Regions from separate parts of the Mus musculus genome. Here regions 2, 3, 4, 5, 6 and 7 are each linked to region 1. Evidence: chromatin contacts called from public Hi-C and promoter capture Hi-C data. All regions are on one chromosome and are shown on one strand. The core of a region is the stretch at or near the end of the contact, and the rest is flanking DNA. Distances in the headings are between cores, read along the strand shown.

What was found. Promoter capture Hi-C pulls out the DNA fragments that hold promoters and counts their contacts. A called contact is a pair of places that touch in the nucleus more often than the background predicts. Capture Hi-C pulls out chosen DNA fragments and counts their contacts.
Region 2: a contact with region 1 is called in a Hi-C map of B cells, with 7 read pairs. The contact joins the promoter of Exoc5 here to the promoter of Parp2 in region 1. A contact is called at or near these places in 1 of 39 promoter capture datasets (liver), 4 of 484 Hi-C or Micro-C datasets (B cells, CD4 T cells, the G1E-ER4 cell line and 1 more) and 1 of 115 datasets of contacts at active chromatin or transcription factors (extraembryonic endoderm stem cells).
Region 3: a contact with region 1 is called in a Hi-C map of B cells, with 7 read pairs. The contact joins the promoter of Mettl3 here to the promoter of Parp2 in region 1. A contact is called at or near these places in 1 of 39 promoter capture datasets (hippocampal neurons), 1 of 484 Hi-C or Micro-C datasets (B cells) and 1 of 115 datasets of contacts at active chromatin or transcription factors (astrocytes).
Region 4: a promoter capture Hi-C map of adipose tissue shows a contact between it and region 1, with 5 times the contacts expected there. The contact joins the promoter of Rab2b here to the promoter of Parp2 in region 1. A contact is called at or near these places in 4 of 39 promoter capture datasets (cranial neural crest, hippocampal neurons, liver and 1 more), 1 of 115 datasets of contacts at active chromatin or transcription factors (astrocytes) and 2 of 9 other capture datasets (adipose tissue and pancreatic islet).
Region 5: a contact with region 1 is called in a promoter capture Hi-C map of liver, with 5 times the contacts expected there. The contact joins the promoter of Hnrnpc here to the promoter of Parp2 in region 1. A contact is called at or near these places in 7 of 39 promoter capture datasets (cranial neural crest, embryonic stem cells, hippocampal neurons and 4 more), 1 of 115 datasets of contacts at active chromatin or transcription factors (astrocytes) and 1 of 9 other capture datasets (macrophages).
Region 6: a contact with region 1 is called in a promoter capture Hi-C map of liver, with 2.5 times the contacts expected there. The contact joins the promoter of Slc35f4 here to the promoter of Parp2 in region 1. A contact is called at or near these places in 3 of 39 promoter capture datasets (cranial neural crest, hippocampal neurons and liver).
Region 7: a promoter capture Hi-C map of liver shows a contact between it and region 1, with 7 times the contacts expected there. The contact joins the promoter of Zfp219 here to the promoter of Parp2 in region 1. A contact is called at or near these places in 3 of 39 promoter capture datasets (hippocampal neurons, liver and pre-B cells), 4 of 484 Hi-C or Micro-C datasets (the G1E-ER4 cell line, embryonic stem cells, rod photoreceptor and 1 more) and 3 of 9 other capture datasets (adipose tissue, liver and macrophages).

The regions. Positions count from the first base shown.
Region 1 is chr14:50,806,461-50,809,585 of GRCm38.p6, forward strand. Parp2 (poly (ADP-ribose) polymerase family, member 2) reads left to right here and starts at 1,456. Exons shown (of 16, transcript NM_009632.3): 1 at 1,456-1,527. The coding sequence starts at 1,488. It also overlaps Rpph1.
Region 2 is chr14:49,065,181-49,068,305 of GRCm38.p6, forward strand. It overlaps Exoc5 (exocyst complex component 5), which reads right to left and starts at 1,487. Exons shown (of 18, transcript NM_207214.3): 1 at 946-1,487. The coding sequence starts at 972. It overlaps Ap5m1 (adaptor-related protein complex 5, mu 1 subunit), which reads left to right and starts at 1,369. Exons shown (of 8, transcript NM_144535.5): 1 at 1,369-1,684. The coding sequence starts at 1,611.
Region 3 is chr14:52,303,575-52,306,699 of GRCm38.p6, forward strand. Mettl3 (methyltransferase like 3) reads right to left here and starts at 1,550. Exons shown (of 11, transcript NM_019721.2): 1 at 1,314-1,550. The coding sequence starts at 1,413.
Region 4 is chr14:52,277,714-52,280,838 of GRCm38.p6, forward strand. Rab2b (RAB2B, member RAS oncogene family) reads right to left here and starts at 1,682. Exons shown (of 8, transcript NM_172601.3): 1 at 1,483-1,682; 2 at 1,201-1,272. The coding sequence starts at 1,528. Tox4 (TOX high mobility group box family member 4) reads left to right here and starts at 1,433. Exons shown (of 10, transcript NM_023434.3): 1 at 1,433-1,519; 2 at 1,675-1,943; 3 at 2,108-2,176. The coding sequence starts at 1,938.
Region 5 is chr14:52,102,566-52,105,690 of GRCm38.p6, forward strand. Hnrnpc (heterogeneous nuclear ribonucleoprotein C) reads right to left here and starts at 1,456. Exons shown (of 9, transcript NM_001170981.2): 1 at 1,324-1,456. It also overlaps a transcript of Rpgrip1 not described here.
Region 6 is chr14:49,524,286-49,527,410 of GRCm38.p6, forward strand. It overlaps Slc35f4 (solute carrier family 35, member F4), which reads right to left and starts at 1,552. Exons shown (of 8, transcript NM_029238.2): 1 at 1,226-1,552. The coding sequence starts at 1,328.
Region 7 is chr14:52,019,197-52,022,321 of GRCm38.p6, forward strand. Zfp219 (zinc finger protein 219) reads right to left here and starts at 1,537. Exons shown (of 5, transcript NM_027248.2): 1 at 1,327-1,537. Tmem253 (transmembrane protein 253) reads left to right here. Exons shown (of 7, transcript NM_001033805.3): 7 at 10-591. The coding sequence ends at 90.

The sequences.
Region 1 (3,125 bases), core at 206-2,705:
CACACCCAGGTTTTGTTTTGTTTTTTTTTTTTTTTGTTTTTTTTTTTTTTGTACAGGGTTTCTCTGTATAGCCCTGGCTGACCTGGAACTCACTTTGTAGACCAGGCTGGTCTCGAACTCAGAAATCCACCTGTCTCTGCCTCCCAAGTGCTGGGATTAAAGGTGTGCGCCACCACTGCCTGGCTCACCCAGCTTTTTTTTTTTTTTTTTTTTTTAATGAGTTTGTATGTGTTTGTGTACGTATCACTTGTGCTTTTTATTTATTTATTTATTTATTTTTTAATTTAATTGCCTGTTTTCTAAAGAAAGCTCAAGAGGACATGGAGTTAGTTGGATGGAGACCTGGAGGAGATGAGGGACGGGAAATGGTAATCAAAGTTTTATTTTTCAGTTTTGGTCATTAATCGATCTGAGGCATCCACACACTAGTCAAGTCACAGCTTCGCGCCTTTGTAAGGAAAGCTGGGCTTGGTATGAGCCCTATTCCACTCCTATCTCAATTGCTTCTCCTTTCTCAGTGTTCTTCGCTGTAGCTCAACTCTGCTCATTTACTTCATGAGGAATTCCCAGCCTGTTTCTCTATTATGATACTATGTGCTTTTCCTAAGTACTTATTACAGTTACAGGTTCATTTTTTTGGTTTTGTAATAAGTCTACATATATATTCTCCCAATAACAAGTTACATGAAGGTATGAACTACGTTTATTTTTGCTAGACAAATAGCTAAAGTATAGCCCCAAAAATCCAACAGTGGGAGGGGGTTCATATCATGTTTCACTAAATGTTGTCAAACTCCCTTCTATATTTTTATGGTTTAATCCATATTTGAACAACTCTCAAGCTTGGTCTTTTTATAGTAGAGGGTTGTGGTCAATACAGTCACAACTGTTCAAAATGAATGAATGACTGACTGAATGCTGAGACACAGAGTAAATATATAAAACCCTTTCGAGTCAATACTCCAAAAGGATCTCGATCAAAAAAGAGGGCGGGGGAGAGTAGTCTGAATTGGGTTATGAGGCCCGGGAGGTGCCTCACCTCAGCCATTGAACTCGCACTGCTGGCCGTGAGTCTGTTCCAAGCTCCGGCGAGGGAGGCATCCGCTCCGGCGAGGGAGGCATCCGCCCCGACTCGGGGCTTCTCCTGCCCAGTCTGCCCAAGCGTAGAGCCCTGCTCTCTGGGAACTCACCTCCCCGCTCGGGGAGAGCCCGGTTAGGGCCGCGGGAGGCCCAAGTCTCAGACCTTCCCAGGGGCCGAAGAGTGACACGCACTCAGCACGTGGCCCCGCTGATGAGCTTCCTCCGCCCACTTTCAGGATGTAGACCGGCCGCCACTATAAGGCTCGAAAGAGGAATAAATTTTTCGTTTAGGGTGATTTCCCACAAAGCACAGCGCGTAATTTGCATGCGCTCTACCCCAGGCTCCTGTGCTAGACAAGAAGCCCGCGCATCCGGGCAAGGGATGATGACGTCGTCCTTCAAGAGCGATGGCGCCGCGGCGGCAGAGATCAGGCTCTGGAAGGCGAGGTGGGAACTCAGTCCGCAGGCTGAATGCTCGGCCCAGTGTCACAGGGAGCCTCTCGCTTTTTCATATTACACTTCAGTCCAAAGAGGCGGGTCACGGATAAGCGCTTACAGTAAAGTGATTAGCTGTAGTCAACCTTTTAAGATACATCCGATTTCAGAAAGTAAAATTCGAATCTTAGAATTGGTGTCTGTAGACCGTATACTGTGTCTGTGGTCTCGGTTTTATATTTCGGGCAACTAAAGTTCAATGAATTTACAGGTTCTAAAGCTCCAAATAGCAACGCTGGCAGCAAGTTGGTCAGTCCAGACCGTTGAACACTTTACTGATGACCATGATGAAGTGGTCTAGTTTGAAGGAAGGTATTAGAGACCAAAGGCTATGAGACCCATGTAATGAACTGTAAAGATCTATGTAAACTTATTTTATCCTATTATTAATATCCCATCAGGATAGCAATTTAGGCAGTATTGCTCAGTGAGTGGTGTGCAAGTTATTAAGAGCATGTTGAATTATTTCTTTAGAAATTATTTAATCTTTATGTATTTTATCTGCATATATATATATATATGCACCATGTATGTGCCTGGAAGTGTTGGACCCCCCGTACTAGAGTTACTGACAGTTGTGGTCTGCCATATGAGAGATGGAACTTAAACCCAGAGCCTCGGGAAGAATCAGGCAGCTCCTTCATCACTGACCCACCTCTCCAGCTACTTTAAGTTCTTTCTTTAAAGGATATTATGAGAGCCTGGTGGGCATGTTGGCTCACACCTTTAATGCTCGCACTTGGGAGGCAGAGGCAGGAGGATCTCTGTGAGGTCCAGGACAGCCAGGGCTATATAGAGACCCTGTCATTTAAAAAGGGGGGTGGGGGGAGGAGGGTTGTCAAGAAGCTGGAGAGTTAGCTCAATGTTAAAAACCACTTGTTAGCCAGGCGTGGTGGCACACGCCTTTAATCCCAGCACTCGGGAGGCAGAGGCAGGCGGACTTCTGAGTTTGAGGCCAGCCTGGTCTACAAAGTGAGCTCCAGGACAGCCAGGGCTATACAGAGAAACCCTGTCTCGAAAAACCAAAAAAAAAAAAAAAAGAAAACAAAACCAAAAAAAAAAAAAAACACTTGTTGCCCTTATAGAGGGTCTGAGTTTGATTCCAAAATCCCACATGGCAAGTCATAACCACCCTCCCAGACCTCCAGGTACACCAGACATCCAGACATGCACGTGGCACACATACATATACAGACAGAACACCCATACACGTAAAAGGAAACAATAACCTTTGGGGGTTTGTTTCTTTGTTTGTTTTGGGTTTTATGTTTGTTAACAGTCAAGGGCAGAGACAACTCTACTGTCTCTGACAGCAACCTTAGTTTTTCAGAGACCTCCACTCAGGCAAACCTAGTATTCTTGCCTTTAAAGTAGAAATGACTTTCAAGAGTATGCAAAATGAACCAAAGTTGGAAGTTTATTACAGGAGATGCCAATATATGTTTTAAGCACAAGGGTTAAAAGAAACGGAATGACTGGGAAGAGAGACGCCACAGAACATGAGTGTGGGCTTCTCAAAGAAGAATCACCCTTCACTGTCTTTAGAATAG
Region 2 (3,125 bases), core at 237-2,736, 1.7 Mb before region 1:
AAATTTTTCCTAGGTGTAATTATAACTTTTACTCAAATCACTTTCATTACAACTTACAATTTAGGCATGCTATTTCTCTAAACAAATGCAGTATCTATGCTAGGAATGACTGCAAGTCAACGTTCAGTAACAAAAAAAAGTAACTGAAAAGTTAGATTTTTTTTTTAATGGAAACAATGGCATTTAAAATTCACGCCACAGAACACGCTGATGCTCAATGGATACAATTTTCACCTATGGTGACATTCTTAACTGTGAACTGCAGTGTTCTCTACAACTTACACTTCTGCTGCTATGGAGTAATCACGCCCCAGCGGGGGAGAAGGTGTATTCCTCATTTTTCTTCATATGACTACTTCTATTTTTTTCCACACAAGAAGATACTGTTTCATTGTCTTGTAACCCCATTCCATTATCTCAAACCTCACCGCTTCTGACACTGACACGCCACAAAATCCAACTGTCAAGTTTAAATATTGAAACACTCAAGAAAATGCACCTGAACGCTCCCACAGCTTCTCACAGCCCAAGGATCCTTTAACTAGCAGTCGGAGGGTTCCACAGCAATTAAATGCAGTAAGATGTGTCGCTTCCCTTCCGTGCTGAGGCTAAGTAGGCCTTTATTGTCCTTAAAAGAATCCTCCCAGCCTTTTCGACTGTAAGGTAAGACGGCAGGCACCCCAGGGCCGCTTCTGAGCTTGTCGGAACCTCGGCACCGAGGAGCCCCCCAGAGTCTCCATTCAGATGCCCCCTGTAGCACCGTCGCGAGGATCCGCACAGCAAGACCCGGCTCGCCGGCCCTGGGCTCCGGAGTCAGCCCTGCCCACTGCCCGTCCGGTCTCCGGGACGTCTGGCCGCCCTGCCACCCGAGCCGGCCCAGCGTCCCGCCGCCACCCGCCCCTCCCCCGCCGCCGCCGCCGCCGCCCGCCGAGCCCCGGGACCCACCTCGAAGAGCTCGGCCGTCGTGGCCATGCCGGCCGGCTGAGAGGCTCGCCCCGCGCTCGAGGCCGTCTCCGCTTCACATGCTGCGCCTCAGCGGCGCCGCTCACCAGTCCCAGCTCGGCCTACCGCCTCCGGCCCGGGCTGCGCACCGCTGCTGGCTGCCCCGGTCCTCACACAGCGAAGGCAGAGAGGGAGAGCAGCCATGAAGCGGAGCCGCAGACGCCTGTCAGCTGCCTCCCGGCGCCGCCCGCGCCGCTCCCATTGTCACCGCCTCGCACGCCGGAAGTGGGGCTGCGCGCGCCCGGCCGACTTCGCGGGGCGGGCGAAAGGAGCGAGCGGCGAGCGGGCCGCGGAGGCGCTCGTTTGCGACAGGGTGACGCGTCTTGAGCCTCGCGGGCCGCCGTCCCGGAAGTGGGCGAGAAGAGTATTCCAGTCCCTTGAGATTCCGGGTGTAGGTTCTTAAGACCTTCTGAGGAGTGTTTTAATCTCTTGAAGGGACCGGGAGACTTGAGTCACCTCACCCGGAAGAGCGAGCATCTCCAGTGAGCTCTTGCGGCTCAGGGAGAACCCGGACGTTGCCTGGTACAGCCCATCTAGAAGGCGGGGTCTACTTTGGCTGGATGGCGACCTTAGTTTCTACATCGCTCTGATACTTGGGAGGCTTAACCATGGCCCTGCGGGCAGTGTGGCTCATACGTCACGAACCAGGAACTCCACTTGGAGGCACCGTCAGATTCTCCAGGTAATTGCAAGTCTGGATCCTCAGGCATGATGGGTCCAAGGATGAATCTAAGCAGGAGTTTTTGTGGTGCGCTGAGTCTCAGCTGTCCCAGGAGCAGCTAGCAGGGTGCCCTTGGGCAATTTAGGCTTTCTACGTTTATCTCACTTTGTTGTAAGGAATGAGTTGCTTGTTACATGATGCTACATGTTTTCTAGTATTACTGCTATTGTATCTTTATTTATTTATATATTTGAGACAGGATTCATGTATACCTGGCTGTCCTAGAACTTGATACGTAGACCAGGCTGGCCTTGAATTTACAGATACCTCCAGAGTGCTGGGATTACAGGTGTGGGCCACGACACCCGGCTATACTAATGTATCTTTAAAATTAATTCCATCTGTTTAAGTTTGGTACAAAAATGATTGCTTAAAGAACGTTATAGTTTGCAGCTTCTAGTGGGTGAGCAAAATAGAAGTGTGAAAAATTAAATTACAGTCACCTTTTTATCCAGGTGGCATAAGTGGTTTGGTCCCACCTTTAGAATTTGCCATATCTTACCAAGATAATTCTATGGAGAGGACTCTGCAGTTCTTTATATTAGATATTAACCCCGATATAAAGTATAGCTGGCTAAGTTCCCCCCAGTCTATAGGCTGTCTCGCCACTTTGCTTGTAGTTTTATTTGCTTTGCAGAACTGTTTTGATTTCAGGAGATCCCATCTGTCAGTTCTTGAAGTTGTTACCTGTCTCTTGGCATTATTTCTAAGAAGCCTCTGTGTTAATGAGTAGATGTGTGTTCTTGGAAAGCAGCAATGTATGGTAGAAAGGTGACCAATTTTAAATCTCTTCGAATGTAAACCAGAAAGCATTTGAATGGTGTAACTGAGGAACTCAGTTATTAGGTTTTTGTTGCTGTGGTTTTGAGACAGAGCCTCACTGTGTACCACTGGCTTACCCAGAATTCACTGTGTAGACCAAGCTAGCCACAAACTCATAGATACCCTCCTGCTTCTGGTTTCCAAATACTAGAATTAAAGGAATGCAACAACCATGACCCCCATTAGTTGTTAGTTTTGCTTACATTTCAGTAACACATGTACCTGGTGTCTACCATACTGGATAATGCAGCTCTAGATACTTGAACTGTATGAATCTATGGTTTTCTTTATTTACATTCCTTAATGATAGGGTCCAAGCTGCCTCTACCTTTCAGAACAGTGCTATCTAGTAAACATCCTCAAACAGGGCCTTAGAACATGTCTGTACTGATTTAACAAAATACTGACAAATAGCTTCCCTGAATGCAAACAGAGTCATTAGAAATCAGTGAATTGGGCTGGAGAAATGGCTCAGCAGTTAAGAGCACTGACTGCTCTTCCAGAGGTCCTGAGTTCAGTTCTCAGCAACCACGTGGTGGCTCAAAACCATCTGTAATGTGATCTGATGCCCTCTTCTGGT
Region 3 (3,125 bases), core at 300-2,799, 1.5 Mb after region 1:
GTAGCTGTGACACTTTCTTTCTTTTTCTTTTCTTTTTTTTTTTTTGGCTTTGTTGTTTTGTTTTGAGGCAGGGTCTCTCTAGGTAGTTCTGGCTGTCCTGGAACTCACTGTGTATACCAGGCTGGCCTCAAACTCACAGATATCCCTCTTGTTTAAAAAAGTGCTGGGATGGGCTGGTGAGATGGCTCAGTGGGTAAGAGCACCCGACTGCTCTTCCGAAGGTCTGAAGTTCAAATCCCAGCAACCACATGGTGGCTCACAACCATCTGTAACAAGATCTGACTCCCTCTTCTGGAGTGTCTGAGGACAGCTACAGTGTACTTACATATAATAAATAAATAAATCTTTTAAAAAAAAAAGTGCTGGGATTACAGGCATGAGCCACCATGAAGGGTTTTTCTCCCTGCTTTTTCTTCTAATCTTCTTTGATTCTCACATAGATTTTTAAGCTCCTTTAAGGTAACAGCAGTGTCTTCTTTTTGCCGAAACCCATGAGTAGTGTAGATATGCAATAAATGTTCACAAATTACGGTGAGACTGAATTTCACCAAGGTCTGCTGTTGTGAGCTGTGAATACTGCAAAGCACTGACATGCTACCCACACATGTAGTATGGATTCGGTATTCTCGCAGAGCTTTGCAACTGGTTTACCTTAAATAATTGAGCTTGTGCTGGAGAAGGCTATTAGGGTAGTACTCTTTTAAGTGCCTTCAATTTTTCTAACTTTGTCATACAAGGGGGAGGGGGAAAATGTTTAAAGACCAAAATCAAGTGTTTTCAGATTCTTGCTACGTTTGTAAACACTTGCACTACTCATTCATTAAGGTCCTAGTGAGAAGGTCCTAGTGAGGACCCTGTTGTGGCTGCTAAACCGGGCTCTGGGGATAGATATACAGAAGCAATCCTTGCTCCCCGCCCACATGGGAAAGAAAAGACAGTGACAAAGCAAACGTTACAACTAAGGTAAAACAGGCACAGAAGCAACAAAACGGGTTTTGCTGGCTCTCGGAATAAGGTACTGAGAGGCTTCACGGACGCAACATTCTCCTAGACAGGACTGGAATGGGACCCAAGGAGAGGAGTGGACCCATGTTGGTGTGGTGTTACGCTTGAAAAACCGACGCCCGGGAGGAGGCACTGCAAGCTTTCCCGCAGGTGGGCATGCGTTTCAGCTACTCGGGAAAGATGGGGTAACCAACAATCGAGGAGTCCAATAAAGGGCTGCTCCGGAAAGGGCGCAGAGCCCGGGGCTGTCTTCCTCTCCAGGAGTCTCTCGCCCCGCCCAGGCCCGCCCCGACCACCCCGCACCTCACCCAAGTGCCCAGAGTCCTGCTTCCGTCGCCGCTGCAATCTCTCGCGAAGCGAGTCCAGCTGTTTCTTATGGGCCTGGATAGAGCTCCACGTGTCCGACATCCTAGCTCCCAGCGCGGACTCGGCTCGAATCAGGCGCGGCGGACTAGCACCTCCCCAGCCTAGAACTAAGAAACATCTAATTCTCACGAGGACGCCCGAAGGCCAGCCGGATAGAGCCAAGATGAAAAGCCACTTCCGGTTGGCGAACCAGCCGGACGTAATCCTCACGGTAGTTCTCTCTCGTGTTTCCGGGAGCGCTGAGGCTGTGTTTGCCATGTTGGTAGCTGGCAGACCCGCCATGTTGTTTCTTTAAGTCGTTAGTGACAACGCATTTAAAATAGCAGGGCTAGAACAAGTGTGAGTGTTTGACGGGTGGGTGTATGCGTGGAGAGATGGATGGACGGGAAGGAGTGAACAGACTGTTAGTCTGGTTGATTGTATATTCTGGTCCTTGCACATACGGTCAAGCACTGTATCATAGATTTCTGCCCTTAAGGCCCCAGATTTTCTAAGTTAAATATTATCTTCCTTCCTTCCTTCCTTCCTCCCTCCCTCCCTCCCTCCCTCCCTCCCTCCCTCCCTCCCTCCCTCCCTCCCTCCCTCCCTCCTTCTTTCTTTCTTTCTTTCTTTCTTTCTTTCTTTCTTTCTTTCTTTCTTTCTTTCTTTCTTTCTTTCTTTCTATACAAAGTGTGTGAAAGGAGAGTGGAGTTTCACTATGTGGTTCTGCAACTCACAATCCTCCTGCCTCAATATCCGAGTTCTGGGAATTCAGGCATATTCTAAGACAAACATCTTAATTAGGGAACCATCTTTTTCAGCGTGAGGGAGCACTCTTTAAAAATGTTCAGGATGAGTGGAGAGATGTCTCGGCAGGTAAGAGCACTCAGTGCTCTCCCAGAGGTCCTGAGTTCAATTCCCAGCAACCACATGGTTACTCATATCCATCTGTAATTGGGATCCGTTGCCCTTTTCTGGTGTGCCTGAAGACGGCTACAGTGTACTCATATACATATAATAAATTTGTTCTTTTTTTTTTTTTTAAAAGAAAATGTGCAAGAAATGGGGAGGTAGCTCAGTAAAGTGTTTGCTGTGAAAGCATGAGATTCTGAGATTCCCAGAACCCACATAAATTTAAGGCAAAGCTGTGTGGGGTGGCAGACATTGTTTTAGCTTAATTTAGAAAAAGGTTTATTTTTGTGTTTGAATATTTGTATATGTGTGTTTGTACACACACACACACACACACACACACACATACCTGGCTCCCCTGGAGACCAGAAGACGGAGTCATCTTCGTGAACTAGAGTTACAGGCAATTGTGATGTACAATGTGGGTGCTAGGGTTTGAACCTGAGTTCAATTCTGTAATAATAAATTGTGCTCTTTACCACTGAGCCTTATCTCCAGCCCATGACTAGGCAGTTGTTATCTCAGTGTTGGAAAGGCAGAGAACAGTAGATCTCCTGGGCTGGCTATCAAACCTATCCAGAAACAAAAACTAAAGTAAAATTATTTCTATTATTGCACTGAATGGTCTTATGTACAGTAGTTTGATTACAAAAACTAATAAAATAGTCCCTAAATAATGAAAAGTTAAGGGGCTGGAGAGATGACTCAGCAATGAAGAGCACTGTCTGCTCTTCCAGAGGTCCTGAGTTCAATTCCCAGCAACCACATAGTGGTTCACAACCATTTGTAATGGGATCCAATGACTTCCTCTGGTGTGTCTGAAGACAGCTACAGTGTGTACTCAAATAAATAAATAAAAACGG
Region 4 (3,125 bases), core at 432-2,931, 1.5 Mb after region 1:
ATAAGCAGACAATTCATCCCCTTTTCTATTTTCAAAATAGTATTTTGTACATAGCATGAGGAATTCATACTCTATATAAATATTTTTACTTTAAGGTGCTATATGAAATACCTGTTCTGAATACCTATTACCTCAACAAAAATCAAAAAGATATTTTTTTGGAAAAAAAAAATCACTGTCAACTTTTTTTTTCTCTCAGAACAATAAGAATGTAATTTCAATGAGTAAGAAACTAAAAAACAGGCTGAGTATAGTGGTGCATATCTAATCCCAGCATTTAGGACGATCAAGTCAAAATCATGGTCAGGTTACCCAGGAAGCTTAAAGCCAGTCTCGGCGCAAAAACAAACTTATTACGAAAGTCCGTGAGGCTGGGAGTGGTGGCGCACGCCTTTAATCCCAGCACTTGGGAGGCAGAGGCAGGCGGATTTCTGATTTTTGAAGCCAGCCTGTCCTACAGAGTGAGTTCCAGGACAGCCAGGGCCACACAGAGAGAAACCCTGTCCCGAGGGGGTGGGGGGGGGAGAGTCTAATGCAGGAGGATCTCTGGGAGTTTGTGTCCAGTGTGGGTTATATAATGAATCTGAGGCTATTTGCTCCTAAAAGAAGAGAAGGTGAAGAGATTAGAGGAGGTGTCTGTGCAGGAAGAACTGCAATGTCCGTACATTGGCTTTTACCTCTCCAGACTTAAAAGAATCCTATGTTGGTGTTTATGTTGAAAAACATGTGAAGCTGGTAGTTAATAACAAAATACAGATGAGATGTTTAATAAGCAGTCATGTTTCCGTGGGATTTTTCCATAAACATACAAGTTGCATTGGAAGAAAAAAAAATCCTACGGCAACTAGTATCTTACATCCATCTCTAAAGTTACCTTTCAATCATTTATCCTCCACTTACCAGCTTTTATCATTTTTCATATACCATGATTTCAGACCAAGGTAGCGAGAAGTAACTTTTTTTGGTTTTTCAAGACAGGGTTTCTCTGTGTAGCCCTGGATGTCCTGGAACTCACTTTGTAGACCAGGCTGGCCTCGAACTCTGAAATCCACCTGCCTCCCGAGTGCTGGGATTAAAGGCGCGAGCTACCACGCCCGGCCGAGAAGTAACTTTTTATTTAGAATACTGAGACTGTAACTTTCTCCTTTAGCAGTTCTGGCAGCTAGCTTTTAGCTGTTCTGGAACGAGGGGATAGCTTACCTATTGTGAGGTCGTGCACGGGCTGGAACCGCTTGTCGGTAAACTGAAGGAGGAGACATGACTTCCCCACACCTGCGAAAGAACGGTGTTCACTAGACGCACGTCACCCGGGAAGCCGCTGGCTCCCAGACAGGGAACAGGGTCTAAGGCAGGGGCAGAGCCCCGCCCCCGGGGCTCGCCCCGCCCCCTCCGCGCAACTCCGCTCACCCCGCCCCGCCCCCAAGCCGATTTTGGAGGTAGGATCCCCGCCCCAACTCCGAAGGCGGTCCGTCGGCGGGTTACCTGTGTCTCCGATGATGATGTACTTGAAGAGATAAGCGTAAGTCATGGTCCCGAGGCGTCTGTGTTCCGGGTCCTCCCGATTTCTACAGCCACTTACCTCCGACCTCTCTAGCCACTCAATCTACGGGTCTCCTTATTTGCCTCCGCTCCAGCCCTTCTAGCTCAAGCTGCGTCTCTATTGCTCTCCCCCAGAAATCTTCGCTGGATCGGCTGTACCGGACGCCGCCTCTAGGGCCACCCAGTGCTCTTCTACATGCCATTATCCCACCAAGCTCCAGGGGGCGACAGCGACCCTTCGGGCAGCTGGGATCGAGACTGGTTGCGTCCCTGACTCGGTCCAATCATCGGAGAGCGACGCTTTCTCCTTGAGGAAGTGACGCGCTCGGAACCTAGTGGGGGCGGTGGGAGCGATGCGGACGCGGAGACGCTGAGTCGCTGGTAGTGGTGCTGTGAAGATGGAGGTGGGTGCCGAGTCTTTGAGGGCTGATGAGGGTTCGCGGCCGACTAGGGGAAGCGGAAGCGGGAATGCAGGGCAGCGAGGAGCCAGGGGGGCTCGGGAGGGCTGGGGTCTCAGCACGCCACTGCTCCGCTCACTCACCCACCGCGGCTTTCTTTTGGTTTACAGTTTCCCGGAGGAAATGACAATTACCTGACGATCACTGGGCCCTCGCACCCTTTCCTGTCAGGAGCCGAGGTGAGCAAAAGCTGCTGATGCTGGGGCGCCGGAGGGCCTAGGCAGCGGTTAGGGAAGGACGGTGGGGGTGAGCGCGGGGGCTGGCGGGAGCTGGAGGGGACAGTGGCCGAGGCTTCGAGCTCCTCTAAGGACTGTGGAGGGGGTGGGGGTGGGGGAGAACCGAAAGCGGCTGTCATGAGGAAACCAGGATGTTGAAGAGACGGCTTGTTTGAGGAGTTTCTGTTCTGAATAGGAAGAACGAAAGGAATTGTTCTTTGGTTGGGGGTGAAATAACTAACAATCTTGGGAGACAGCAAGAAAGAAAAAAAATTTTTTCAGTAAAGAAATCGAGATAAAGAAAGTTGTTTATCCAGCAGGGAATAACTTCGGACAGTTGTTATTTCTTGAATTCTATAGGGGGCTCTTTTATTTGAAATGTCTTTTCTGATAAAAGTGGTTCATCCTACTGATGTGGCATCTGTTTGCTTGGCTAAAGAACGACAGAGGGAAAGAAATAGCTGCCAGAGAACATAGAAGGGGGTAGAGTGCACCTGTTTCCCAGTGATCACAGACTGACTATGTCACCTTTGGATTCCAGTTGTCAAATGACTATAATAACAGGGTTTGGTTTGGTTTGGTTTGGTTTGGTTTTTAAAGATGGCGTGAAGTAGAAGTAATGGTTGTTGGATGTTCTAAGACCTTCCACAAGGGTCACCTAAGACCATAGGAAAACAGATACTTTGTGATTCATAACAGTAGCAAACTTATATTTGTGAAATAGCAGCGAAAATAATTTTATGGTTGGGGGTCACCATAATATGAGGAACCATAATAAAGGGTCCATGCAGCATTAGGAACGTTGAGAGCCACTGCTGTAAGATATTCAGGAAAACTTTTGGTTGACAGATTTTCCTATTAGAAAGCATAAAACTTATTTGAGCAAGCGAAAGTCAAAGCTGCAGTGTATGAA
Region 5 (3,125 bases), core at 206-2,705, 1.3 Mb after region 1:
CTAGGCTACATTAAAAAGAACTCAACACCTAGCCGGGCGTGGTGGCGCACGCCTTTAATCCCAGCACTCGGGAGGCAGAGGCAGGCGGATTTCTGAGTTCGAGGCCAGCCTGGTCTACAAAGTGAGTTCCAGGACAGCCAGGGCTATACAGAGAAACCCTGTCTTGAAAAACCAAAAAAAAAAAAAAAAAAAAAAAAAAAAAGAACTCAACACCTACAAGAGAGAAACTAATTTGTTTTTAAGCACGGTTTTACTATGTAGTCCTGGGCTGCCTTGCAATGGGTAAGGGGTCCTGTCTCAGAGCCTCCACAATACAAAGATTACTGGCCTGCACTATCATACATAGCTATAAACTGCCTTTTTGAGTTTTAGAGGGATAGGACTAGTACTGAGGTAGCTGTAAACCCTTGCTGTGCCTTTTAATTATTGTTCCCAAGTCCAGCTTGAAATTTTTCTGCTAACATCCGTGTCAGGTCCCCTCCCCCCAAAAATAAGCCTTTCCCCCTATTTATTTATTTACGAAACAGAGTTTCTCTGTGTATCCTGGGCAGTCCTAGAACTCAAAGAGATCTGCCTGTCTCTGCCTCCCAAGTGCTGGGATTAAAGGCGCGCACCACCTAGAAACTCAGTGAAAATACTTGACCTGTCTAGTACGATCCTGTCAACCGCTTCTAAGGCTCAATTCTCTCTATGACAGTAGTACCTACCTCAAGTTCCACTAACTTATGATTTGTAACCTGCAGATAAAATGTGAGCTGTAATTATTCCAATTAAAATTAATCTTCCGCACTTCCCTTTACAAACACAAGCACTCCGACTTTTAACCATTTTACCCCTAGAGGAAAAAAGTAATGATTACTCAACCTATTGTTAAAACGCCGTTCAGATGCCATGTAGCCAGCCTGGAATTTAGAAGCTTCCAGTCCGACACCACCATGTTATCGCTCCCCTACCCCCACCCAGCGTCTATCTTCGGAAGTGATAACGGAATCCGTAAGATATCCCCGACAATTACATCAACAAGCATTTCGTTCTTCGCTTTCTTGGTCCCCCCTTGGAATCCCTGATGGGCAAAGAAAATCAAAGTAGCCGTTAAACCCGAGCGCGCAGACAGGGTATTTTCGTACGCACCGTGGCCTGGAGGTCACTAGGTTGACTCCGCGCCAAGGCCGAGGCCCTGTTGCCTCCCGCATGAGACCCAAGTCCCCACCGCACGGGAACAAACGCGGCCTCGGCTTCTGCCGCGAGGCCGGTTTCCCCCTTACACACGCTGGCGGGGCCCAGCAGCCCAGGGCCTCCCCTGCACTCGCCCCCTTCGCTTACCAAAAGGAAGGAGAGAGAGAAGAGACCGCCTCTCCTACTGCGAGTCTACGCCGAGACGCCGGAGCTACAACAGCGAAGAACCACACGACCGTTCGCTCTCCGTCTCCTCACAAAATGGCCCCCGAGCTCCTCTGCCGCCGAGGCGAAAGTCCAGCCCCCGCCTCGTTCCTGGAGGCGTTCCTATTGGCTGTGACTTTTCTCGCTCCCGCTCCTAATTAGCGAGCGCTACCGCTCCTCACAATTCCGTCCAATCATAATCCGAGGTGGGTTGGGCTAATTGCGAGAATTTCCACATGCGTAACAGAGGCTAGTTAGTAATTGGTTCAGCTTCATGCCACTTAGTGACTGACGGATGGTTATTGGTCAATGTACCAGACGGAAAGCTGGGTGGAATTTTCGCCTTTGTATCGCGCACAGCTTCTCATCCGGGTATCCGGCGGATCTGACTGACGGCCGCATCGTCCTATCAGTGCTTCTGAGAGCTCCCAGGTCCGGCCAGATCACCGCATTTCCGCGGCGCGGGGGTGGGAGAGCCTGGGTGGAGTCTGGTAGCGGGTGCAAACGGCCTGCCCTAGCCCCAGGCCTAGGAAAAGGGAAACGCAAACAAGCTTCTGAGAAGGGAGGAGAGTTATCTCTAGGCCGTCTACTAGCTCTGCAGTTATTATCAAATTCAGATCCCTTCTTTCTGCCAGATTCTATAAGCTGTTGGGAGGACATGGCCTTCTCAGTGAACAGCTCCCCCTCCAAACCAACTGGGTTCTGTAGTTCTCTCCTGCAGGAGCAATTACCCGACCTCCTATAAACCCGCTTCCTTGTCCCAAGTCGCCACACAGTCTGCAAACCCAATGGCCAGCCACCTCAATTTCCCACTTTCTAGAATAGACTACTTAATCCCCTCAGGTTTGGTCTGCCACTAAAGCTCTGGTTATACTGTAGGAACATTAAATACACTGAAATGTATATATAGCTTACGGAGAAAAGGAGATTGTATCCCAGAAAAATTTCCTGATTTTTTTTAATCTTTAGATCTTTAAACCTTTGCCTTTTTCTTTCTTTCCTTTTTTTTCTTTTTTTTTTTTTTTTAAGAAAAAGATTTATTTACTGTTTTTATATGAGTACACTGTAGCTGTCTTCAGACACACCAGAAGAGGGCATCCGATCCCACTACAGATGGTTGTGAGCCACCATGTGGTTACGATCAGGACCTTTGGAAGAGCAGTCAGTCCTCTTAACCTCTGAGCCATCTCTCCTGCCTAGCCTTTGTCATTTTCAAAAGATTTATTTTATGTAAACCAGTCCAACGAGTTTATGTGTTCCCAATTTTACATCTTATTTTTAAAAAGAAAAGTTTGGGCTAGGTAGTGTTTCAAGTGCAAGCCAGCCTGGTCAAGTTTCAGGACAGCTAGAGCTATAGAGTGAAACTCTATCTTGAAAAAACAATAAATATAAGTAGGTAGGTAGATTGACAGACAGACAGACAGACAGATAATTGGGGAGCCAGAAAGATGGCTTAGCAGTTAACAACAACTGCTGCTCTTCCAAAAGACAGAGGTTCAATTTACAGCACCCACAAAAGGGCTCATCGTATAACTCCAGTTCCTGGAGGTTCCAACACCCTCCTCTGGCCTCTGGGCACCAGGCACACACATCATACACAGGACTCTTTTTACAAATTAAACAAGACTCAGTGATCGGGAGCTTGCTTAACACACCCAAGGTCCTTAGTCCAATCCCCAGTACAACAAAGTAAGAGACAAATAGAGAAAGAGTGGAGATCTGTGTGTTGCTGTTAGGGAAAGCTT
Region 6 (3,125 bases), core at 302-2,801, 1.3 Mb before region 1:
GGTCTTCTGCTTCACACAGAGCCTGTGATATTGATGGCATCCCAAACTGTCAAGGATAAATACCAATCAGGATGCATCTAAGGAGCGTCTGGTTAAAAATAACACCAGTTAAGAGCCTTCTTTTGCAACAGAAATGCTGTGATAAAGAAAACTGAAATTCCACCTGCATGGAAATTAAAGCATAGCTACTCTCCTAGTTCAGATTAAGGAATCAAACAAACGAACAAACAACAACAAACCAAAAAAATAAAAAAAATAATAAAAAAACCAAACCAAACAGGCTTCACTTTGGTGCTTAGCAGAACTAATCCTAGCAGATACAGTGGGGGGTTTGTGTGTCAGGGAAACAGAATGTGGAGACTAGAAACATAGAGACCCTCACTGCATCCCCAGCAACACGGTGTGTGTGTGTGTGTGTGTGTGTGTGTGTGTGTGTGTGTGTGTGTGTGTGTGTGTGTGTGTGTAGGAAGCGGTAGTGGATGAAACTGCTTCCAAAACCTGAGAGCAACTATGCAGACTGGCGTAATCTAGCCAGAATAAAGCTGAAATCCAGCAGCTCAGAGGTGGCCGCGTTGTGTGGAGGGTGTAGGTAGCTCCGCAATTCAGCCACTTAAGCAGGTTCTTTTCACTGCTCAGGGGGTAGAGAACCTTCTAAGGATGTTTTATCATGAACAATTATCGTGCTGGCAACATTTCAACAACCCCTGGTGAACAAGCTGACCCACCCAGCCAGTCTAACCTCAACCAACTAATGTCCCCCACAGTCTTCATCCCCAGCGTGGGGTAAGCACCCTGACACAGAGTCAAGCTTTCTGAGTGGGTATCCCAAGGGCTGATGGTCAGCTAGTGGAACAGCCATGTTAGCATCCTCCAGGCATAAATCAGCCTCCGGTAGGCTGACCGACGACAATCAGGAGCGCTTGCCCTGTCCTCTACACGCCTCTACCTCCAAGACTGAGACTGTCCCCAAACTCCTGGGTTCAAGCGCCCAGCCCCAATGGCTGCCTCGAGGTTCAGCACCGAGGACAGCGGACATCGGACATACTTTACTCCCTGAGGTCCTGGAGGCCAGGGCAGTGTTTGTGAGGGAGCAGACAATGCTGCAGGTGTCCCACCGCGCGCCTTCTGGCACCGCACCCCTGCCCCCTGTCTCCCTGTGCCCCTGTGCTCCTGAGCTCCCATCTCCCACCCGCAGTTCGCTCAGGACCGCCTCGCGGCGTCTTACTTTTCTGGCTGGAGTAACCCGGGTAATAGCCATAGTAGCCAGTAATCCGCAGGATCCGGTCCTCGATGGTGGCCACCCCGTTGGGGGCCGCCTTGACATCCATAGAGAACGCGGGGCGGCGGCTCCCGGAGCCGCGGGGCGTAGAGCAAAGCGCGGGGCCCGGGAGCTACTGCAGGTACCGCCGCCGCCGCCGCCGCCGCTGGTGCTGATGTTGCAGCTCGTGCTCCCGCGCCCCAGCTCTGATTCCACCGCTGGGCGCAGCTCTGGCTTCGCATCACAGCGGCGGCGGCAACGGCAGCGGCAGCGGAGCGGCCCCCACTCTGGCCGGCCTTTCTGTCAGCCTGGCAGCTCACCCGCCCGCCACCAGCTCACTGCTGCCCGAACAGCGCCCCCTCACCTCCGACGCCCACCCAGGTCTGGGACGCTTGTGGGCGCCCCACCTGGTCTCTGACTTTCACCGTTAACCCTTGTGCCAAAAGTAGACACCCCCAAGCCCACTTGAGGGAAGGACGGTGGCTAGATGCTCAAGGTGAACTGCTGTGGGTGGGAGACACTCACACAGAACTAGGGGTTAGCAATTCAAAAGATGCACACTGCAGTTTAGCACTTCTACCCTGCATTCGTTCCAGGCTCCTGCCCATTCCACCTTGGGTGTATGGATATGGAAAGCATTCACAGGCATTACTCGTTGCAACTTGTCTAGACATCCAAGGATCCTTTTTCTCCTTTTACCAACTGAGAAGGAGGAGGAGGAGGAAGAGGAGGAGGAGGGGAGGAGGAGGAGGAGGAAGAGGAGGAGGAGGAGGAGGAGGAGGAGGAGGAGGAGGAGGAGGAGGAGAAGAAGAAGAAGAAGAAGAAGAAGAAGAAGAAGAAGAAGAAGAAGAAGGAAGAAGAAGAAGAAGAAGAAGAAGAAGAAGGAGGAGAAGAGGAAGAAGAAGAGGAGAAGAAGAAGAAGAAGAAGAAGAAGAAGAAGAAGAAGAAGAAGAAGAAGAAGAAGAAGAAGAAGAAGAAGAAGAAGAAGAAGAAGAAGAAGAAGAATCTCGATCAGGTGGTGTGTGGATTATAATTACCCTAGTGAATGCAGAGATTTTAAGAGTTTAAGTCCTGTGTCTGATAGTCTACATGGGACCCCTACCTTCCAATAAACACAACAAAGGGTAGGACCATACATCTGAGCACAGCATATTCATTTGTCTAATTCTAAATATCCCACAATCTAAGAAAAAATATTTTCTTCTTTATTGTAAAACACATAAGAAGTAAGGGCTTTCAAACTGTATCTGAGCATACGAGCTATTGCCAAAGTCCAAAGACCAAAGAGAAACACTTTTTTTTCCTTTTGTTTTTTGTTTTGTTTTGTTTTTTGTTTTTTTTGTTTTGTTTTGTTTTTGTTTTTGTTTTTTTTTGTTTTTTTGTTTTTTTTTTCTGGAGACAGGGTTTCTCTGTGTAGCCCTGGCTGTCCTGGAACTCTCTCTGTAGACCAAGCTGGCCTCAAACTCAGAAATCAGCCTGCCTCTGTCTCCCAAGTGCTGGGATTAAAGCGTCACCACTGCCCGGCTACAGAAAGACTTATTATCTATGCAGAACATTCTAGAAGCTCTGTGATCAGGGTGAGCAGCCTTCACACCAATATGGCCCTTCTGAGTTGATGAGAAGTCCTAGAGTTAGCTGAATGCAAGGAGCAAAGGCTACCTTGTTCATAGATTTCAGTCCCTGTCTCTTAAGAAGTAATCCTCCAATCTCCATCGCAGAAGGGAAAATGAGAGGAGAGGGAAGGCCTTTATCAGCTGAGTAGAGGTCAGCTCCACCTTTCCTCAAGAAGTGTTTGACTTCCTGCCGATATTCACATTTCTAAAATTCATGAGGTGTGGGGGAGCAGAAATCAAGGTTGGTTTCTCAG
Region 7 (3,125 bases), core at 287-2,786, 1.2 Mb after region 1:
TGTTTTCAGGGCCTCTCTGAGATGGAGGAGGTTTCTGGTTTGGAGAATGGTCCCGTGGTGGCTAGCACAGGAAATAGGACGGATGAGTGAGTGGGCAAGACAGGTGCCACTGTCCCCCTACGCCAAGGGGGACATCTCCAGGCACTTCTGCGTCTTGCACCTCCCTTGGACTATAACTGGACTTCCCCCAGAATGTGCCTGAAGCCCAGAGTGCCCTCAATTTCCCCTCAACCCAGGCCCATTTCTCTTCTCTTCCCCACTAGAGGGAGATAATTTCTGGACTAGAGACCTCCCTCACCTCACGCCTCGTCAAGCAGCTTCCTCCCTTGCATTCTTCGACTTCTTCCTCCCTGCCTCTCCATCCAGCTTCATTTCACATCTGCCTCCTCTCACTGTTCACCTTTCACAATCCCATCCACTCCAAGCCGGGTTGCTGCACCAGCCAACCCAGAATCCGCGTCGGTTGTGCTCCAGGTCTCCCTTGGATCCGGGTCCTGCCTAATTCACCCGAGACTACAAATCCCAGGATGCCCCGCTACCCCGTGACCTACTGCAAAATAAAGAGCCTTCCCTCGGCGGCGGGGGCGCTGTGCATCTGCTGAGTGACGCCAGGCGCTGGGAGCAAGGCCTAGCCGAGTTTTCCTCGGACGCGACCACTGGCCCCGCGTGCGGGGAGGCGCCGGGAGGGCCGTCGCGCACAGAGGCGCCGCCACCGCGGCCAGGTCACCGCCACCGGCTGCGGGTCTCTAGCCCTCGTGCCCGCAGCTGCCGGTACTGACAAAGGCTGGGGGTCGGCGCCGGGCCAAGCCGCGCTTCCCCTGGTGCTGCCGCCGCGCCCCTCGCGCGAGTGCCCAGGTTCAAAGTCCTGAGACTTGGAGCGCGCGCGAGAAGGGGGTTGGAGATGATGAGTCAGAGGCGCCGGCCCTCCTCGCCCCCTCCCCCCCGGGCCGGGAGCTGGAGAGGACAGGCTGGCTGGGCAGGCGGGGGTACCGACCTAAGACTTTCCCGCCTCTAGCGAGCACGCTGGTGGACCGAGCCCGCGTGGCCGCCACCCTTTCCAAGGCGGGAGCAGGACTGCGCAGGCTCAGCCTTTCGGCCGCCCCCGGCGGGCCTTTGATCCCTGCAGCGGTACGGTCGCTGAAGCTCTTTTTGTACTGTGCCCACACCACTTATGACCTCTGCAAGTGTACAAAGATGATAGACTCGGTTGGTTTGGGGGAGCGGAGAAAGCCCAGGAAAACGGTGGATCCCAATAGCACCGGGGAGAGGGGGGACAGCTTAGTAGCTGCTAAAAAGTAGAGATTGACTAGGCCTAAGAGAACTCACCCCAAATTCACATAGTGCCCGGGATGGGTGTTCGCCTCACATTCATTTTTGTTCCCACTTGAGAAGGCTTCTTTTCCCTAGAGAATGCTGCTTCTCCGGGCTCAGGCAAGCCCAGGTACCAGTGAGGCTAGAGCGCAGCCTGGCTGGCTTGCCTTGACATTGCAGTGGCGCCAGCTGCAGATCCTTTCTGTTTGTGACACCTTGGGAGTGGTAATAGTCGCCCTATGACAAAGTTACGTGTGAGTATTAGTGGGTGGAGACAGATCTGGGATCAGGCTCTGGAATGGAGAGAACGCAATCCGGGCCTCCTCCATGTTTTCTCTTCCCCCAATCAAACTGCAGGGATAGTGAAGGGCTCTGAGAAAAGAATATTTTTCTTCAAAGTCAGGACGTAGTGGCCAAAGAAACTATAAAGAGAAAACAGCAATTAGCTGTCTTCCAGCTTTTACCGCGGTAATCGGAAACCTGGATATTGCATTCTGCATCTTAAGAGAAACTCAAGGACCGTATAAATGGGTCTCTTAACAATGCTGAACACTCAGGGCCAAAACCTCTGGTTTTATTTCTCATTACTTTGTGTCCAGAATAACCGACAAGGGCCTTTGTTCATTGTAAATTATTAAGATCCTAAGATGCTGGAGGCTCAATTTTTTTTCCTTTTCTTTTCTTTCCTTTTCTTTTCTTTTCTTTTCTTTTCTTTTCTTTTCTTTTCTTTTCTAAAAGGCAGGGTCTCACATGTATCTTTGCCTGCCTGGAACTTGCCATGTAGACCTTGATCCACATGCCTGTAAGTGCTGGAGTTAAAGGCACGTGCCACTCACCATGCTTGACTGAGCCTTACTGTATGAAGACCCTACTGTGTCACCATAAGTTTGCCTCCCCCACTACATCGTGAACTAAGTGTGAAGAATTGTTTATGAATTCTGCAGTGCTGCTCGCCAAATGGATACATGTTAACTTCCATCACAATTGGTTGGCCAAATTAAGTCGTAAAGCCTCACTCAGTTTCCTGGGGAAGATACTATAGAATATGAGGGGGAGCAAACAATTTAAGGAAAAGGTTGGAAATTTGTGGTGAAGCTTGAATGGCTCCGCAGTTGGGATTTGTCTACTAGCAACCATGCCTATTTCTCCTTGTTTAGTTCAGTGAGCTTCCGTGTGAAATTCTTAGTGGGAGAAAAACAAGACCAGGCGTCAGGAGACCTAGATTCTGGCTCTGTTGCTTGAGCGCATAAGATCTGTCTGAACTACACTTCATTTGCATGGCCATTACACCATGCTTCTTCTGCTTATCTTACTGAATCATATGGCGAAAATAGAGTCATGCACAAGACCTCTAAAATGATGAGGCCCTTGAGAGGTGGAAAATAAATTGTCTAAGAAGGCAGATAATGGTGTAAGTGAGTGAACTAGATTGCCTGTGAAGTGAGAACTGCTGGGAACTCAGCAGTACACACTGCTAAATGGATGTCTGTCCTCAACTCCACCAGCTACTGCCGTGGGCAGCTCTGGCTCCGGTAGTGCCATGGTTTCCGGATTTGAATAGAAGTCAGAAATTTAGAACACTCTTATTTTAAGTATTAATAATAAAAAAAATGTTTTTTTTAATTCAAGGGTCAGATTCAGCCTATAGTTCAGTAGACTGAAGTGTCAAGTTCTGCATTATGCAAATAGATGGCAAAAATTTGGGTTGAATCCTGGCTCTCAGAAGGCAGAGGCAGGAGGATCACTCTGAGTTCAAGGCCAGCCTGGTCTACAGAGCTAACTCTAGGACCTCTGGGGCTACACAGGAAAACTCA